2 separate regions of the Rattus norvegicus genome follow, and region 1 is linked to region 2. Evidence: chromatin contacts called from public HiChIP or PLAC-seq data. All regions are on one chromosome and are shown on one strand. The core of a region is the stretch at or near the end of the contact, and the rest is flanking DNA. Distances in the headings are between cores, read along the strand shown.

Evidence for each region. HiChIP or PLAC-seq counts read pairs in DNA pulled down with a chosen protein or histone mark.
Region 1: an H3K27ac HiChIP or PLAC-seq map of oligodendrocytes shows a contact between it and region 2, with 6 times the contacts expected there. The contact joins the promoter of Rfc3 here to the enhancer-like site in region 2. A contact is called at or near these places in 11 of 12 Hi-C or Micro-C datasets (the A7r5 cell line, Schwann cells, frontal cortex and 6 more) and 1 of 1 datasets of contacts at active chromatin or transcription factors (oligodendrocytes).

What each region holds. Positions count from the first base shown.
Region 1 is chr12:5,835,207-5,838,965 of GRCr8, forward strand. It overlaps Rfc3 (replication factor C subunit 3), which reads left to right and starts at 1,362. Exons shown (of 9, transcript NM_001009629.1): 1 at 1,362-1,511; 2 at 2,370-2,507. The coding sequence starts at 1,425.
Region 2 is chr12:5,724,844-5,728,776 of GRCr8, forward strand. LOC102549089 (a long non-coding RNA gene) reads left to right here. Exons shown (of 4, transcript XR_005491747.2): 3 at 1-1,854; 4 at 2,552-3,933. It also overlaps a transcript of Stard13 not described here. Among named protein-coding and RNA genes, the nearest start is that of Rfc3, 110 kb to the right of the region's middle. Within about 2 kb of position 1,793, at least 76 of the 93 cell types and tissues checked have an H3K27ac peak or open chromatin away from gene starts, as enhancers often do. A contact at or near this core is called in the A7r5 cell line, Schwann cells and liver, where this site is marked.

The DNA of each region.
Region 1 (3,759 bases), core at 112-2,611, 110 kb after region 2:
CATCCCAAAAGCATCTTTTAAAACCTAGAACATCTTTCTGAATGTTAAACAACTTAAGCTTAATTGACAGACTGTAACTACGTGGTCTTTAATACTCTACTGCACCCAGGGACATGCCCATGTAGTAGTTTGTATGATGATTCCAAACCTCACCAAGCTGACAACCAAGACTGACCGGTGCAACAAGCTTCCGGGTGTCCCGAAGTAACTTCTGAAGCTACTCCAGGCAGCAGGGCAGAGCTGGCCTTGGCCACTGGCTGTGATGTGAGGACTCTCTCCCTCCTTCCCAACTACTACCCCAGGTCTCATAAGTTGAAGAAATCCGAGCATGGCTGTAAGATAAAAAATACGGGGGGGGGGGGGGTTTGGGGATTTAGCTCAGCAGTAAAGCCCTTGCCTAGGGAGCGCAAGGCCCTGGGTTCGGTCCCCAGCTCCGGAAAAAAAAAAAAAAAAAGAAAAAAAAATACGGGACAACCAATTAAAATCCAATTTCAGATAAAAATTAATCTCACTGCGATATTGCCTGGGGCACACACACCAAAATTTTATTGGAGATCTAAATGAATGGGGGCATCTGTGTTTTTGTATTTGTGAAAACAAGTAAAACTAGGGGAGGTTTTGTTGTTGTTGTTGTGGGTTTTTTTTTCTTTTCTTTCTTTCTTTTTTTTTTTTTGCTATGTTCTCTCCATATTCTTTCAATCTTTTAGAACATAGCACATACTCTAGGATCCACCACGAACTATCTGTCTTTATGCAAGTTTGTCTGTCATGCTTCTGGGCACTGTTGCCAAATCCCAGTAGCACCTGCCTCACTCTCCATCTCTGAAAGTCTTTCCATGCTCACTATCCCAGTGTATCAAACATGGCCCTTTCAATACTTTTGCTTCCAATTTCATTTTCTTTCTCACTTCAGAGCACACAGTTCACAGAGTCATAGGCAAATACTCATTGACCATTGACGGATTGATTTATTTATTTATTTATTTATTTATTTATTTATTTATTTATTTATTTATTTTAAGGAAAAAACAGTTCTACAAAGATAGCAAATTAGGTAGCACTAATTAGAATGGAGTTGTGAACCGGTGAATAAATGAAAGAATGAAACGGGGGAAACCTCCTTCGCTCAGCACTCATATTGGACATCCTGCCTGTCAGAGATACATCTTTAACTCCTTCGAATGTTTTCTACAATGTCACAGAGAGAGAACAAAGGGACAACGACAGCACACCCCATAAACGCAACGACTGTTGGTGTAGTGGCGCAGTGGGAACTGCAGCGACCACTTCAGGCCCCGTTTGGATTTCCCAGCCTCCCTAACCGGAAGTCGCTGGCTGCCGGAAATGACGTCGCAGCCTTTCGCGCTCGCGGGAAAACTCGTCTGTCTTGGTGACGGGCTCGCCGGTGGGGCTGTGAAGCAGCCATGAGCCTCTGGGTGGACAAATACCGGCCGAGCTCCCTTGCACGGCTGGACTATCACAAGGAGCAGGCAGCACAGCTGCGCAACCTGGTAAGCCGACCGGGAGGGCGAAGGCTGCCCGGCTCGGCTCTTCCTGCACAGCCGGGGAAGGGAGGAGACGGGCGCCCCAGTGTCAGCGAGGGGATCAGAGTGACGAGTTCCTCAAAGTGCAGTGTTTTTGCTGCGTGGGTTCCCATGAGTTTGGTGTGAGGACCTGAAGAAGGCCAGTGTAATGGAGAATAATGAGCAAGGACCGGCTGTAGGGGGCGGGGATGGGGATGTGCCCCGGCGTCTGTGTCTCTGCAAGGGCCAGATAGGCGCTTCTGCTACAGGTTTGTTTTTGTTTTGTGATGCATACACTAATTTAAAATAGAACATTATACTCTGTTTATACAAATACCTGTTTTCCTTCAGTAGCGTTGATGTTCAGTTTCCTAAAGGCAAGATACACCGTCCATGCTAATAGTACTCTTTCGTTTGATAGAACTGTTATTGCTGCCTTTTCCATAGCTTCGCATCAACCCCGTTCTAGTGTGAAGTTCTTCTATATCTCCCAAGTGAACTTACAAGGAAATCAGTGCACCTACGCCTGAGCAAGAGGACCAGTTTTGGGGTACCCGGGCCAGACAAGCATATGTCTTAGTTAAGAGATGTATTTCACCTTTGGTCACCCCTTATTTTCAAACGGGCCCTTCAGATAGCTTACTTAGGGAGTTCTAACTTTTAAGCATTTAACATGCCTTGTGTGTTCTGTGTTGTGCATGTAAGTTAGATTAAATTAGTGTCCAGAGTTTGGTACATATTTTCTTGGAATTGGATGATAAACTGAGTGTCTTGGTATTTTAAAAGTAGTTTAGCTTGGCTCACCTACTTTAAGTAGGATCGAATGTCTTGTTCTTTTGTCCTTAGGTGCAGTGTGGAGACTTTCCTCACCTCTTAGTATATGGACCATCGGGTGCTGGAAAAAAGACAAGAATTATGTGTATTCTACGTGAACTTTATGGTGTTGGGGTGGAAAAACTGAGAATTGAGCATCAGACTATCACAGTAAGCATCTCCGGTTGAGGCTTAGCAGCTGTTTCTGGTGGGGATTTTCAATCCTGGTCATGTGTCTACCTCTCCCACCACTGACCCCCTAGTGTGTGACCTAAGAAGTTGTGTGCCTGTGTGCTCATGTTTGTGAAGGCGGGGTGCATAGTAGAACTGGCGGCTGCCAGTCCTCTCTCATTTTGTTTAAGAGAAATGTTCCCTTGCTATCCCCCGAGTCCAGCTGGCGGACCTGGGAGGGAGCTTATGGAGATTCTCCCATCTCTGCTTCCCGCCGCTCTGTGAGGTCCCCGGTATCACAGACAGTTGCATTTGTACTAGTGCTAGATTTAGGTGGCGCCATCAAGTTGGCATGTGTCCGCACAACACGTGTATTTCGCTCAGCCATTTCCCCGGTCCCTGACATGCCCTTCTCTCTTTTAAGTGCTACTCAGCCTGGCAGAATTGGCAGCTCCTTACACCTGGTAGTGTGTTAGTGTGCCTTGGTTATGCTTTTACCTTGGTTATCTTTTACCTCGGCAAGACTGTATTTGTTTTGAAGTTATGTAGAGGATGTGTCATGCCTAGTGTCAAGTCCTCCATGGTATCGCATACGGTGTCTTAACGGTATTTTGTATTCAGAAAGGGAAAAAAAAATGCTTAGCGTGGATGGCCATGCTGTTAACAGCCTTCAGGAGGGTAACGTTGAATCATCTCGGAAGAAACAATATTCTAAAGACTAAAGAACTGAAAAGATAGAAATATAAAGTGTGTTCTCACACGGGAGGCTTAATATTGAAAGTGTCCCAAGTCACCGTATGAATTTCGGTCGGAGTCCTAATGTTTAAAAAGTGTATGATGCGGCCCTTAATTCCGTATAGAGAATATGTTTCTGAAATGAGATGGTTATGAAGAGGGCCAGGGAAGTGGGTGTATTCCCTCAAAATAAACTGTCTAATATAGACTAGCTTAAGTGAAGGTAGGTTTTTTTGAAGGGATGACAGGAAAGAAAAACTACTGAGATGCATTCATTTTGAGAAATAGAAATAGCAACTCTCATGGCGAAATGCAGTTCCCCAACTCGAGTCCTGGCTTAGCGCTACTTTCAGAGGATTTTGTGAGTCTGTGGTCGGGTGATTTGTGTTTTGAGGCCCATGGTGAGGCAGGGCAGTTATAGGGGTGCAAGTGCAGGAAGGAAGAGTCGCCTTACAGACGTGCGGATTTCTTGCTCAGCTGATGGGTCTGTAGCCAGGTCGCACAGACATGCACAGTG
Region 2 (3,933 bases), core at 543-3,042:
TTACAGCAAGATGGGGCAGGCTTTCCTACAGCCTGTCTCATCCGACGACTTTCTTGGCTTTCAGGTTGGTTGAAGCCAGTATCTGCCAACAGACTTTAGTTTTCTTCTTAAAAACTCTCTCATGGGATTTTAGCTCTGACACAAAGGTGAGTAAGGAATGGCAGTTGTGGTATGTAGGGGACTAAAACTAGCCCAAAACAACGTGATTAAACTCTGGACCTGTAACATTTACAATTTTGCCACAGTACTAAAATTCTAATTAGTCCCTGCCACACAGCCCTCCCTACCCCCATTCAGGAGTTTTCGTTCACAATAGGTTCAAGCAGGAAAAAAAAATCCCAATACAAACTAGGGGTTAAAGAATACAAAGTTCCGGGCTGGACAGATGGCTCAGCAGTTAGGAGAACTAAATGCTCTTCCAGAGGTCCTGAGTTCATTTTCCAGCAACCACCTGGTGGCTCACAACCATCTGTAATGGGATCCGATGCCCTCTTCTGGTGTGTCTGAAAACATTGACAGTATAACTCACATACATAAAATAAATAAAATCTTTAAAAAAAAAAATACCAAGTTCCATTCCTAACCAAGAGGTATTTACTACTGATAATACTGGGAACGGTAAAATCGATTTTCCCCAATGGAGTATCAACCACATTTCAGGGAAGGCCCGTGCCCAGAAGTAATTGGCCAACAAAATTGATCAACACAAAATGGTGTGTGTGTGTGTGTGTGTGTGTGTTTTGTTACGTTTTTATGTTTGACTTTATTTAAATCTTTGGCAAGGACCTCTGGAATTCCTAAAAGCATTTACCAAAAGCTGAGGACATTTCTGGGAAACTCGAGAGCTTTGGGAAACTGTCTTTTAGTCTAAAGTGTGTGTGTGTGTGTGTGTGTGTGTGTGTACACTAATACTGTTTATACATTCTGCAATGTAAGTTCATACTTCTCATGATACATCTAAAACCAAAACAAAGCCCATGTACTAGGGCGAAGTACTGTCCATCTACTTAAAAATGTGTTTTAATCAGCCAGCCAACGTGGGAAAGGGGCGGGATTTTCCTCGGGCAGCTTTCTCAACAAACTGGTGCAAAGCCACACCACGGAATGCAGAATGCCAACATCCTAACAAAAAAAATAGAGAGTAACACTCAAATTAAGTGCTTTAAAAGCCCATGATATATGCTTCCCCAAATCCTTAGATCCTATTAGCTGTCACGAAGAGCCAGAAGGTAACGAGAGACAAGGACGATCAGATCAGGCCCAGCGCAGACACTAGCTGAGATGAACTCAAAGGGATTAATGGCGAGAAAGACTACCTTGTACATCGCTAACTTTCCAGAGATTTCCAGAAACGGAATTTACAGCCAGAAACCAACTCCTGCGGGTGGGAAGCAACAAAACAAACAAAACCCTGCTAAGACATCACTTTCATTTTCGCCTGTAGACCCCTGCGAACGATCAAAGATGGAGAAATGAGCAGTCCTCAAGCAACAACGCCCTCCTAATGCGCAAGCGCGCCCGGAGGCCCCGCCCCTCGCGGTCACCCCAAGACCAGGCGCGCGCATCGGAAGTCAGAACCTCCAAGGCTCCTCCTTGCTCTTCCTCCACAAGGCCCCGCGTTCGCAGTCCGGTTCCGGTTGTAGCTCCGCCCTCGCGCGGGAACACGCCAGAAGGCTGGATATCCGGGACGGGAGGCTAGCTGAGCGCTCACTTCCGGTGGCAGCTCGTCCCATCTCCCTTGAGGGGCAGGCTCTGGCTCTCGGTGCGGTAGCGCCATCTGGCGCCGAGTGTTCCTCAGCCCGCGGAGGGGCGTGCTTCCTCCCTTCAGAACATTCCAGAGACTCCTCGGCTCTGGTAGGCTTTATGCATTCCGCCAGAAGGGCGGGACCCAAGACTCCTCCTCTGCCGAGTTCCCGCGCGGGAAGGGTTTTGTGGTTACTCTGAGCGGAAATGGTTGGAGTCCAGAAGGGGAACGGACCTCAAGCGGGAGGAAGCCGGCCTCTTTCCGTCTTTTCAAGCCATAGTAACACAGTTCCTGCCTCCTCGTGTTCTGCTTTTTGTTTCCTCATTTCTGGGCCGCGCTCTCTGTACACTGCGCTTCGGTTCTTCGGTCGGAGTGGACCGAGGTCCTCCATTTCTCGTTTTGCAGAGAGAAGGCTTTACTTTGTAGCCTTTCGTTAGCTTGTGTTAGAAAAATATTTTGCTCCATTACATCCGTTAAGCGGGTGTTGCGAAAACGAGCAGTATTAGGGATTAGGAAAATTAATAGGTTTTTAAACCAAGACAGTCTCAGCAGGTTTATCTCAGAACTATGAAATATTCGCTATGATTGCATGTGGTTCTTTCCTTTAGATAAGGGGAAACGAATTTCCACCAAAGCTAGAAAGTGAACATAACTGTTAAAGGGTTCATGTTTCAAAGTCCAGATATAATAAACTTGGAGCACTGTTAGGTATTGTTTCAGTTATTGTGTATCAAGACGCACAGTGTAAGTTAGTGAATTGTCCCTTATTTGTGCTCACTTGTCACTGGGCATTTTCCCCCCCTACAGCACTGGTTTCCCTACTTGTGCATGCATTTGAATTCAGAAGACTTTGAAGAGTCCGGTTCACTACAGTTTAGGACTGGGAGAGGTGATGTGGAAGGAGAGCTGGGTGATTAAGGCCCACAGTTGGAATCGTTTAGAATTCAAGATTGCTTTGTTGAGAGCGCTGTTTGCTGGTTTTGCAGTATTGACACTGAAACCCGACAGGTTAGTAGCCTTTCCGGCCAGTGCAATGGGAGTAAACGAAGCGCTAAATCCATGTCTTTTGTACAGTCACACATTAGGAAAACACGTTCATATAAGTAGACTCTGTCGTAGAGGGTGCTGTAACACCAGGTATACTAAATTTCTTAATTACGATGCCATTTCTGTCTTCAAAGTTTCTTGAAAATCGGTAACTCAAAAAAGGACAAAAATCACTTCAACAGACATTTAACCTCCTGGAAGATAATCTTTTAAAAATCCCTTTCCTTTTGTAACTTCTTTGTAGTTCATTCTTTTCACTGAGTCATTGCCCCTTACCCCTACTATGTAATTTAAAATCTTCACGCTGCTTTCGGTTTTTTTTTGTTTGTTTGGTTGGTTTTTTTTTGTTTTGTTTTGTTTTTTAAGAGCAAGCTTCCTGAAGCCTTTGTATTCTGAGTTTGACAGTGGCATTTGACCCTAAGCTATCGGTAAATGCCTTACTCTCGGTAACCCTTCCTTTTGTACCCAATAGAAATACAGCTGTTCATAGATAGGCTTGCCGTGTTCGTAGCTAAAGTTATTCCTAAAAGTAATTTTTTAATACTAAAAAGTTAAGTTGTTTACTGAAGTTGTGAGTGATTACTATAAAGATTATATTGCCTTTAATTACAAGATAGTGTATCTAACTGTGAAGATAAGTGAAATGGTATTTTTATAATGACTCAGTAAGACTTCCATTACCAGGCACTAGTGAGATGGCTCGGGGGTTAAGTCTGGCTCCAGGCATGCACACGGTACACAGACATACATAAAATAATAATACACATAAACTGCGTATACAAAAATAATAATAAATAAAATAGGATATTCTAACTCCATTGTTTTTAGTGATTAAACATGAGAAAATTCCAAATCAGAGATCCCTCCCCGCCTTCCTCCCTCTCCCTCCTTTTTAATCCTTCTCTCTCTTCTTCCTCACTAACCTGAATGAGTTTCCATTTAAAGGGACATAGGGAGGTAGCAGGGTGCCTTCAAATAACTGTTAACAAGTATTTATACTAATGAGACAAAAGCACACATCCTCCTCTTCATTTTAAACCAGCCTTGTAGTAAAAAAGGAACCCGTGTGTGTTCATTACTTGCTCCTATGTGCACACGTGTGTGTCACTTGCTGTGTTTAAAGAGCTTAATACATTTGCTGG